2 separate regions of the Anas platyrhynchos genome follow, and region 1 is linked to region 2. The links are chromatin contacts, called in public Hi-C maps. All regions are on one chromosome and are shown on one strand. The core of a region is the stretch at or near the end of the contact, and the rest is flanking DNA. Distances in the headings are between cores, read along the strand shown. Region 1 has its middle 51 kb from the start of PSMG1. Region 2 holds the start of ETS2 (ETS proto-oncogene 2, transcription factor).

Evidence for each region. A called contact is a pair of places that touch in the nucleus more often than the background predicts.
Region 1: a contact with region 2 is called in a Hi-C map of subcutaneous adipose tissue, with 1.8 times the contacts expected there. The contact joins the enhancer-like site here to the promoter of ETS2 in region 2. A contact is called at or near these places in 3 of 8 Hi-C or Micro-C datasets (liver, skeletal muscle and subcutaneous adipose tissue).

Annotation. Positions count from the first base shown.
Region 1 is chr1:113,381,653-113,387,305 of IASCAAS_PekinDuck_T2T, forward strand. No RefSeq gene overlaps it. Among named protein-coding and RNA genes, the nearest start is that of PSMG1, 51 kb to the right of the region's middle. Within about 2 kb of position 3,744, at least 2 of the 8 cell types and tissues checked have an H3K27ac peak or open chromatin away from gene starts, as enhancers often do. A contact at or near this core is called in subcutaneous adipose tissue, where this site is marked.
Region 2 is chr1:113,290,324-113,295,980 of IASCAAS_PekinDuck_T2T, forward strand. ETS2 (ETS proto-oncogene 2, transcription factor) reads left to right here and starts at 3,117. Exons shown (of 10, transcript XM_027449110.3): 1 at 3,117-3,538.

The DNA of each region.
Region 1 (5,653 bases), core at 2,494-4,993, 92 kb after region 2:
CACCAGCGTGCCTGCGCACGTCCGTGACTCTCAGTTCCGAGCTCAAACCCACACTTTCCCAAAAGATTTAATCCAGGTCCTCTTTTTTTCTGCCATAACCCATCCACGCCGCATGCAACCACCACTTTGCTGATCCTGTTGATTTTGCTTGAAAAAACGCTTCTATGTTACCCTGAGAGCCAAGGCTTGTATAGATAGACAGATAGAAAGATTGAAAACTTTGTAGATATTAAATATTTTTTTTCTACCCATTTTTTCCTACGTCATTGCTGTTTTTCCCCCTTTGAAACAAGCCCCTGTCTATCTGCCACCAAAGTGAAGAGAAATTTGCCCTGGGTGAGACCAGCCAGGAAAGCAAGAGCACGCTGCAGTGACAGTACCGACAGGAGCATTGCCGGAGGTGTAAAGCTGTCTCATCCTTTGTGATCCGCTGCACAGATGGCTTTTGTGCCAGGGAAACAACACCTCAACTTTCTCTGAAATGCCACGGTGTGGGAAGGGCGGCGGGCAGACTTTTCTTGACTGGTTCTTCAGCTGGGCTGCGAAGGAGACCCACCTTACAAATACTTTCCTTAAATACCACACAGCGGCATCCGAAAAACACCTTTTATTCCACACATAGTTTTCTTCAAAGAAAGATGGTTTGTGAGAAGAGGAAATGGCTTTTCTTGGGTTTCCTAACATAGCTGGAAAACATGCATGAGGTTTTGGGCACACAGCCCTTCTTATGGGTTCTTTCTCCTGTAATTGCTTTAGGATGTGTAACGGAGGTACAGCGCACACAGAGCAAAAAGGATTCAGTTTGACAATATTAGCATGAATGTGAGCTTTCCAGCAGGACTGCCCTTTTTGCTCCTGGGGCACTCTTCTGCCGAAATTGGGAGCTGCTTAATTATAGCCTGCTTGAAGGCTGCTGGTCCTTGGGGCTGTGCCGAGGTGGGAGCGGGCAGGCAGGCTGCCGCAGCCCGGCCTGCAAAGCAAAGGCTAAGGGGCAGAAAGGGGACGCCTTTTCCCCTCTGACTGCCTCAATCTCCTGACAGCCTTGCGAGGTTAAAATCGCTAATGAATCATTTTCAGACACGCTTTACTACACAAAAAAAAAATTAGTCTAGAAAATTTTCAAAGGTGGTTTCTAACCCAGGCAGCAAAACAGACTTGGTATCTTAGCACTCTCCTGTCTGAAATATCCTGAAAACAAATAAATCCATTGAATTAGGCAGAGGAAATAAACACATTAAAGCCCTCGAAAACACTCGGGGAAAACAATGGCACTTGCAGTGACTTTCCTCCAGCACATCAAGGGGGAAAGAACAAAGGTCCGATGGATCAGACACATGAAGAATGGCGTTATTGTTCTTCTGTCGGCTGCAAACCACCTCCCAAACAGGCACGAGCCTTCCCCAAAGCTGTGCCATGCTGCAGACGCTCGGTGCCATCTCATCCGACCCGTCCCAGCAGCAAGGCACAGCACTGCACCGGGCTGAGCAGGCAGCTACAACCCCTGGGAAGTATCTCGGGGATTTCTGAAGCTAAATTTACATACAGGTGGAACAAAGTGGCTCTGACTTGTCTCCACCTTTGAAATCTCATTAATTTTTCTGTTGATTCATTTGTTCAGTTACCTAGTTAGCATGTAACATACTGCATGCCGAAACTTGACCTCCAAGCATATGAAAAGCCCCGAGAGAAGTACCGGTTTGATTAGCATCTCCATAAACAAGTATTTTCCAGTAAGAAGAAACATTTCTGCAGGATGACTGCAGCAGGAGCTGCTGTGACGTCTGCCACATGTTCCAGCGATGGCTGTGCAAACTCAGGGCTATAAATTACTGCCCAGAAAATGCTCTTTCCCATGTCAGGGCTTCATGCCTGGCCCCGCTGGCTGCTTACTGGTGAAAGCTGCTGAACCTCGAGGAGTTGCCAGGAGAAAAATATCAAACATATGACGACCACCAGAAACAGCTACTGCTTCTGTGATGAATGAGATAGGAACTGTCTGCACATTGCCTGACACGGTGGTGTCCTAACCCAGGCTTACTGGAGACTGGCTGCAGCAAAGTAAGCATGGATGCCAAGCTCATTTCTTTCTGCTATACCTAGGACTTCCAGACTGACTTTTAAAGCTAGCAGAAAAGTAAAAACAAGCGAAAGCATACAAGAGACAGCTGCCTCTTAAGTCAAGTCCTTCACTTTGCTTTGTGCTTTTATGATTCACTATGAAAATCCTTCCACCAAAATACTTGAAGAATCTTTTAAGTGCAAAATCAGATTTACGGGAGAAAGCATGACAGCATTGTTCTCAGCACAGCTGGCCTTTGTTTTTTGAGCCACTGAATTTCTTCTCATTCCACACTGAAATAGAAAAGAAGTTACCTTAACTTCGGGAGCCTTACACGTTTTCTTACATTACGAGTAAAGCTAAGTGAAATCACTTTACATTTGCCCGGGTGAAAGAGGAAAATCTAGGGCAATTCACCTTACCCCGAGACAGAAAGCAAAAACAGACCAGCTTTTGCTAACGCCCAAAACACACCCATTTCCCCTGTAAACCATAAAGGTGTCAATGTAGGCAGCTGTAGCATAGATAAGTAAAGGTGGGTGAGTCAAATCCCACCCTAGCATGGGAGCCCTCAGCCTCGGCTGCCTTGTCCAGTCCCTGCCATCAGAGAGAGGAGGAGAAGACCCATCTCTTTGCTCCTCACATCCCACACAAAGCAGTCAAAGGGCATTGATTTTGGAAAGAAAACATATCTGTCACTTTTTCATATGGAGAGGAGAGATGTCTCCTAGCTGGCTCTTGCTAATCGTAACCCAGACCACCGTTGCCCTTCACCACTGAAGAAGACCCATCTGGCTGCAGGGTTTGCAGAGGTGCTTTCCAGTGCTGGCAACAGGTGCCCTGGAGCTCTAATCTCACCCCAGGGATTTTGGGTGCATGTGCATGACATGGCTGCCAGCACATGCTGCCACCTCTCCGAACTGGCCAGGGACCTTTTGGTACCCTCGCCTGAGCACCACTGGAACTTTTGGAACCATTGAGCAGAGCAACTACACCTCATTGCTATCACAACTGGCGTTAGGCTTAATGGTGCCCCTTGTACCTCAGATAACCAGCATAGATGCTGGGCACCCTTGGGCCCACGTAGCTCAGAGGAGGGTTGGGGATAGCCCCTCCACCATTGCCACCAGCACCTGCTCCCACACTGGGTCATGGGGAGAAGGCCTCCAAGGGGCAGCAGGACCAGAAAGGTCCCAGAGGTGCTATGGGATCCCCAGGCTCAGCCTAGGGGCCATCAAGCAGCAGCCAGTAACAAACCCCAGCTCTTGGAGGGACGCAGTAACCCAGGGACGGTGCCCATGCTCTCCTCTCGGATGTCCCAGCTCTGATGGGGAGGGTCTGGCAGATGCTGAGATGAGGGATGAATTGCACACACTGATGGTATTAATTAATACACACAGTAGGGAAATGAACGTTACACGTGTGCACGGAGATGTGCATTCACTCAGAAAAAGTTCTTCAGGCAGATTGCAGCTAAGGGAAAACCGAGGAAAAGCAAAGGGATCTCGCCCCCTAAGTAAACGCACCACGAGGAGAATTCAGCATGCAAAAGCGAAAAATAACTGCTGCGCAGTTCGGAAATATAAAAATAGTTTGGCTGCTCCCTGCCCCTTTCCCTTCAGTCATGCCTTCCCTGCAGCTCTCAGTTTGTTTGCCTGGGTTGCCATGGGGAGGCCGCGCTGTGAGCCCTGCGCCACGGCACAGGCGCTGCGGTCACGCACCTACCCGGGGCTGGCGGCTCCGAAACCATTAACACAGGCGTTCTCGCTCTCCTTTTGAGCATCTGACTCCAACACAATGCAATAAGGCATCACCGCACCTTCCCTCCTTGTAAAATGTTTTCGGAGAAGAGCGCGCCCGTAGCCATGCCCAGCAAAACCCAGCAGATTCTGCTTTCTCTTTCACGCCGCTGTGCCAGCACTGAAACGTGGGGGCTTTGAATCCTCCCAAATTCAGGGGTGTCAGCAGTGCCTCGAGCTGCTGCAGCTCTTGGGGAGGTTTGGGGAGGGGGATACACGTGGGATCTACCCATGGCAGGGAACCTAGCAGTGCCGTGGTTGTGCTTCCAGCACACATCACCTTGCAGGGAAATAAACGCCTCTGGTGTGTGCCCAACAGCAGCGCTGACAAGTATTTGCAGGCAGGGGCTTGCAGCGCTCGCTTTTGTCACCCTTGCTCTATTCATAGGCTGCTTGCGGGAAACACCAGCCTCCTTCGTGCCCTCCTTCACCTCTGCCCGTGCCCTCCCAGACGTTTGGTGCCTGCAGTCACCATGCTGTGGATGCAGCACTTCGCCTTTCAGTGTCTGCTGCCCGGTGCCACCCGTGCTTCGTGGGGTGCCTGCAGTCCATCACCTCCTAATAAATGCATTTTGGCACCTCCTTTATTTGTGAGTTTAAGCATTCCTGTCTGCAATAAACCTACCTTGCTAGACCCACAACTGTCTGAAGGCCGTATTTCCCTTTCCTGCGGTGTTCAAACACGCGGCTTGGCACCTGGATGCCACACATTCGTATAACACCTCCTATGTTCGCAGCACTGTGCAGACATTCATTGCCTCTCCCACCTCCCCAGCGAGGTCGGCAAGCAAATATTATTCACTTTTCTCACATAGGAGGACCGGGACGAAGTGTAAGGGGCTTGCCCAAGCCCCCACAGCTCAGTTTCTGCAGGCACTCTGGGGCTCTGGAGCCCCTGTCCCTGTGCAGGAGCGCTGTGATCACGCTCGGCCCATGGAGCTGCTCACACCTGGAGCCCATCCGCGTGGCTGGCAGAGGTGTCTGTTCTTCGTGAGCTTGGCTGCCGGCACAGGGCATCATGTGAGCATAGCATGAGTAAGAAACATTTCCTGCCGGAGACTTGACTCGGGGCTGCTGTTTCACATCCACCAAGCACGCTGTGGAAACACCCAGCTCCTGAGAGCGTGCCCAGCTTTCTCTGGCCAGCCAGCCTGCGAGTGCCGGAGCGCAGAGTTGCAAAGGCAAGTGTGAAAAATGTGCAGGCTCTTTCCAGAGCTCGTGGGTGGTTTCACTGCCATGTGGATGCAGACAGTGATCTGAGTGGGGCAGCAGGAGGCGGGGAGGTTGTAACCCCCCAAATCCTGGTCCTGTGCTAGCCCCAAGTGCCAGGCCAACAACAGTTTGCTTCTACACAGAACAGAAGGGGGTTTTGCACGTCAAACTGCCTGTCCATTTGAGTCGCTGAGTCTTATTTCCGTAAGGATCAGCAGCCACGTGGCTCCAAGAAATGAGGAGAAAGCAGCCGTGGCCGCCCTGCCAACACTTACATGCTTCTTACTCCCTCGCCCTGCAGTGGTGAAGGCAGAGCCCTGAACCCAAAGCATCGGGCACAGGCAGTCCCCTGGCTGCGTGGCCACCACAGGGCGAGTGGCTGCAGAAGGAGTGTTTTGTCCTCACACCGAGGACAACTCAGCTCTGCAACTGCCACAGCCAGCACCTGCACACTGGTGGAGGACCCGGGCTCTTCTTCCCAGTGTCCCCCAGGAGGTGGGGAGAGCCCCCAGGAGGAGCTGCGCCTCCCGGCAGCGCTGAGCTCTCAGTGGTTTGTAGCTAGAAAGCCTGAATGGGCCACCCC
Region 2 (5,657 bases), core at 1,867-4,366:
AATTACTAGTGTTGGTTTGCATGTGCTAAGAATAATGACACACATGAATAACTTGCCATACTTTATGACTCACGGAGATGCCTTCGCAGAAATGATCTTGGTCATATTTTGTTCACCATGTACTGTGGGGAGAGCTTTTCGGTGGGGATGGTTTGTGGTGTTTTATTTTAACAGCCTCTTCCTCAGCAAGTGAAGAATATATTACGTACGTAAAGACTTCTTGATACCGCCGTTTCCCCAGCCCTGTATAAATATTTTGGTTTAGCTGTGTTTGAACCATGGGGCCAACGAGTTTCATCCTTTGTTTCAACCATAACAGTGTGTTGTTTGAAGTCCGAGATAACCAGGTCTCTACTTTCCAAAGCTGTCACTTCCCGAGACCCTTTATGCTGTGATCTTACAGATGCTCCCTGCTGGCGTTTCATTGTTAATTGTCTTTGGGGGGCACAAGCAGGCAGCCTCCTCTGTTCAATGCATGACCAGGGTGTTTGTTTACCTTACCCAGAGGGATGGGGCGGCCAGGTGCTGAGCCCTGTTTTGGTCACCCCGTGATCCCAGGCATTCGCCACGAAGAGGAGGAGGAGGAGAAAAAGAAGGAGGAGAAGAATGAGGAGGAGGGCCACGCATGCCCCAAACACACATGGGCAGGGGAGCTGAGCCAACATGCAGATGAGTGCTCAGCGCATACTTTGAAAGCACAACAGGGTTTTCACTCCTGAGTGTCCTCTCAGTGTCGCAAGAGAAATTCTGGAGGAGTAAGTCATACCTTCGCTGGAGCGCTGGCTGCAATGCGGCTCTGCCACATACCTGCTGCCTCTCATTCCCTCTTTGTGCTTTAAACCTCTACATTTTTAGGATCTTATTCCCCCTCTGTTTTGGCACAGGCGAGAATACATCCCTGGGATGCCCCAGCACTCAGCTGTTCCTCCTCTCCTCCGGTGAACCTGCAAATTAGCATTGCAGCTGCTCAGGTCAGAAATCTGGGGCCAAATTATCCCCTCGGACATCCATCCATTGCTTTCAGCACAAAGCGTCATGTACCTGAACAATGTAACAAGTGCTAAAAGATCCTTCACCTTAATTCACTGCACTACAAGAGGGTCATTTTTTCAACATATTTCTGAGATACCATTGCAGAGAAAGAAGAAAAGAAAAAAAACAAACAAACAAAGAAAAAAAAAAAAAACATAACCTATTTGCAGTATGGGTCCTCTTTAAAACAAGAAATTTATGAGCAACAAGGACTGAAAAAAAAGTCTTATCTGGACTACCACAGAATCCTAGTACAATGATTTTGCAAATATTTATTATTTTTATTATCTTTATCTCTGTGCTTTTCTTTTGTCTTTCCAATTACTTCAGCCTTGAGTACTGGAGCTACTTCTCCCTCACGCTAAAAAAAAAAAAAAAAAAACAGAAAGCACCAGTGGATCCACAACAAAAAATGTCCAACACAACATTTACAGCCTGGATTATTCATCAGGTTATACATAGCTCCTCCTTTTATCTCTCTGTATACCAACACATGTGCAAAAAACACAGATAAGGGCTAAAGCAATTGTGAGGAGGATGGACACTTCCTAAAATAAAACAAACACACTTGTATACTACAGAAGCATTTTCAACCAAAACAAAAACTATTTTTTCTTTATTTCTCTAGCTTAAAGATTTTACTCTCTGACAATGATTAGTACAGAGGGAACGCAATCCAGGTCAGCAAGGAGCTCTGCATGTCCCTGACCCAAGCAGGGCCACCCTCACTGTTCAGTTTTGATATATACCACGCACTCCAGCCTACTGAGCGTGTACCACTTGTAATGGAGCAACAGTGAATTTTACACCAGCAATAAGTGTCAATGAAATTAAATATATGTATACAATAAGAATCACTTTTAAAATAAGATTTTTAATAGAGGAAAATAGGGGCAACTTAATCATTTTGTTCCAGATTCCAGCACATCAATTCAGCAAGAAATAAATAACTCCCAGCCTTTCATCTTATCTTTTTGGCAGATGTTTCCCCTGTATAAAGGGTGGCACAATTGTTTTTGTCAGTGTTATAATTAAAACTGCTATCCAGCTGACATACAGTTTTTAATGGCTTCCCTTAGGATTCTAACAGATGTTGCCTTATTAGATCGGGACTCTCCCGAAGAGAGAAATGTCACTGGCATAATCAAGACTTCTCTTCCAGTCTCAAAGTGTGCTGTCACAACTTGCCTGGTGACATTTGGCTATAAGGAAACGAGTACCAGCCACTTTCCTAAGGAGAGGAGGAGGTATTCTGAAGAGTTTGGAAGAAATACCAGAAAAATCTTACTCTGAGGCAACAAGTGGCGTGGTCTGGCCTTTGCTGAGGCCAGAAATAGCTGGAGAGCATCAAAGGAGGTGGCCCTGACAACTGCACCACCACCACCAGCCAAAGGCACTGTAGCTTTCTGTTGGTACAAATAACCACAACTTCAGCAAAGGATCACATGTAATCTGGTGAGGAGCCAAGGGGTGGCAGCTACCGGGGGCTCCTGTCCCAAAAGAAGTTACAGCCACACAACACAACTGCTAATTTGAGATGGGGAGTTAGTTTAAATAACACAGCCTGTCACAGCAAGCTTGGAGCAAGCTTTTTAAAGGCAGTTCAGCTCCCTTGAGGGTCACCAGAAACCTAGAGGAGCACAGGGTGGAAGCGAGGGTGGATGCGTGGGGGCTGCTGCCCTCCCCGGGCTCGGGGTCTCACTTGGGCAGGGCAGGTGGCTGGGCACATCGGTGTTGATTCTCCCATCTTAGCATCTTGAGGCCGGGCGTTAATTAAACATGGAAAATGTCCGTGATGAGTTATCTGGTGTATAGCCTGTGGGGGGAGAATGTGTTTCTGGAATGACCCCAAACTGCCTTTTTTGCCTTCCCCAAACTGTGGGGGTCCCCTCCCACAACCCCCCATCCAGCACAGCCCCCAGATCCCCAAAACCAGGGCACGACGACCTAGCCCAGGCCTCCCCCGGCCTCCGCCCAGCTCCCCACCGCCCTGCCGGCGAAGGGGCCGGGCTCCGGGGGGCGGTCCCCCCGCCGCCACCGCCCCCTGCCCGCTGAAGAGCGCCGGGCAGGCCGGGCGGCGCGGCACAGCGCAGCGCACACGGCTCCGAGCGGCGCCTCGGCACGGCTCGGCTCGGCTCGGCTCGGCAGCGCCCACGCAGCCGCCCGCCTCCCTCCTCCTTCCTCCCGCCCCCTTCCTCCTCCTCCTCCTCCTCCTCCTCCTCCTCCTCCTCCTCCTCCTCCTCCTCCTCCGGGACTCTCCGCTGGGATCAAGCCGGCACTGCCTCCTCCTCCTCTTCCTCCTCCTCCTCCGCTGTTGTTGTTGGCCGGCTCTGCCACATCGAGGATATTTTGGCTCCCGGAGCGAGGCAGCGCGCCTTCTTCATTCTCTCTCTCTTTTTTTTTTTTTTTTAATTATTTTTTTATTTAATTTTTTTTTTTTTTTGGACCCTGCCGCCGAGGAGGGGGCGAAGCCGAGGAGCTGGCGAGCTCCGCGCTCGGGGGCCAGGTGAGCGGGGGGAATCCCAGGGGAGCCCCGGGCTGGGGTGGGGGGCTCCGGGCATCGCCCCCAGCCCGCACCCGGACCCGGACCCGGACCCGGGGGGTGATGGCGGCCGGCGCCGCCCGCGGCGGGGGAGGAGGGCTTGGCTTGGGGGGAGGCTGGCAGGAAGGGGTTAACGGGCAGAGGGTGCTCGAAAGGGACCCCAAAAACGCCGGGTCGGGTGAATTTCCCCCGTCGGAGTTTGGGTGCCGAAAGGGGGCTCCCCCCTCCCCCAGCAGCTGCAGGGGGTTGGGCAGAGGTGGGAAACGAGATCCTGCTGACAGGAGCCCGGTTATCCCTTTTGTTTGTTTGTTTGTAGGGTTCTGTTTGCTTGGTTTAGGGTTTTTCTGTTTCTTTTTTTTTTTTCTTTATTTTTAAGAAGTGAAAAAAAAAAAAAAAAAAAGCCGTGGAGGTGCTCTCACTGCAGGCACTAGCGTGGCTTAGGTCGCCCGGCTGGGATGGTTCCCAGCCCGCTCGGGCTGTGGGCGAGCACCCGGTTATTGCTGAGGAGAAGTTGATCAGAATTCAGGAGTATTAGTTAATAAGTGCCTGATCCTGTTGACCCTGTTCTGGTTCACCCGCTCGGCTCTGCGGGGGTGTTGAAGAAGGTGTCCTGCCAGTTAAACCAATTATAGCTGGCAAGATGCAGTCAGCAGCGGCGGAGGAGCTGGAAGCGAGGCCCAGGCACATCATGCCCTAGTGTCTTTTCTGGGCTCAAACTGCAGCTTTTGGAGTCCAGTGGGGGAAAAAAAAAGGCTTTAACCCTTTCATCGTGAGAAGCTACGCTGCCTTCTCGGTCCTGATAGCTTGTTGCTGGTTGTGCTGCAGGGTGGGAAGCTGATGTGTGGCGAGCAAAGGCTATAGGAACCCATAATAACCTGAGAGATATGGTTAGAGTGTTACAAAACATGCTAGGATGTTCCTGGGTTGTTAGACCGAAGCTCTGATGCCTTTTTTCACAAGGTGTGTAGCGCACAGGGAAGGCCATGGAAACACGACGAGTTGGGTTAATGAGCAACGCCGAGTAATGAAGGCTTCTTGCGAACCCTCTCTTAGTGCCCGAAGTGTGTCCAAAGAAGCAAACAAACAAAAAGCCTGGAAGGAGGGAAAACCTTTTAATCAGTGGGAAAGTTCCCAACAGAATTCATGCAGAGGCCACGACTCCAGGGCTGCACCTGAAATTGTTAGAAATCCTGTTGGTAGCAATCACTGGGGATGAGATCTAAGATCACTGAAAATGTGCATAGTGGTTTCCCAAGTGCTTTCCCACTGGTAAGGCTTATAGGGATAAGTAGCTATATAACTGCTGATTTCAGCGTCGAAACAGGGTATTAGAATTGGCCGTATGTTTGTTTGTTGTTAAAAAGCTCAGTTGAATGCAGGGGTAAACAGCTTAAACTGTGGGAAATGTAATGAAAATATTAGGATGCTTGCTGAGTGAGACTCACGCTGTGTAAAATTCTTTGGTGCTCAATGAGATGTGTAATTTAGTGCAAATATTTGTACATGCTATTTGAGGTAAAACCCATCATTCAGTAGGTTGCACTTTTGGGTAGCGTTAATGAAGTATAAGTTGACTGTTCTTTTTGTATCCAGTTAATTTGTTTTGGTGATAAGCCCCATACATCTCATAACAGTGAAGCTGAAATGGGCCTTTCAGATTGAGGACTCTTATTACTATTTTATTTTTTGTGATTGCGTATAGAGGAGGATGAAAAGGATCTGTCTTTAGCTGTTGGGTATTTTTCTTTTCCTCTGCTATACAGACAGACTTTGAATTTGTCATTTTGGTGGGCTCTGCTTGTTTTGTTAAGCTCTCATTTGCCATCTTTTTCTGAGTTCAAGATTGTATTTTGATTTATTTTTTTCCTGTGTTAAAATGGCTGGAGAGAAATTGCTTGTAATTATTGCTATTCCCACAGAACTGTGATTATTTATATCCTCCGTGACTTTGCTTAAGTAGAGGTGCACACTTTCAGATAGTTTCTGTAAAACAAAATAGTTTAGCACAATGCTTTGTAGAAGGAAAATTGTTGAGACAACTTGCTGCGGTCTAGTCTGATAAGGGATCACTTACCGACACCTG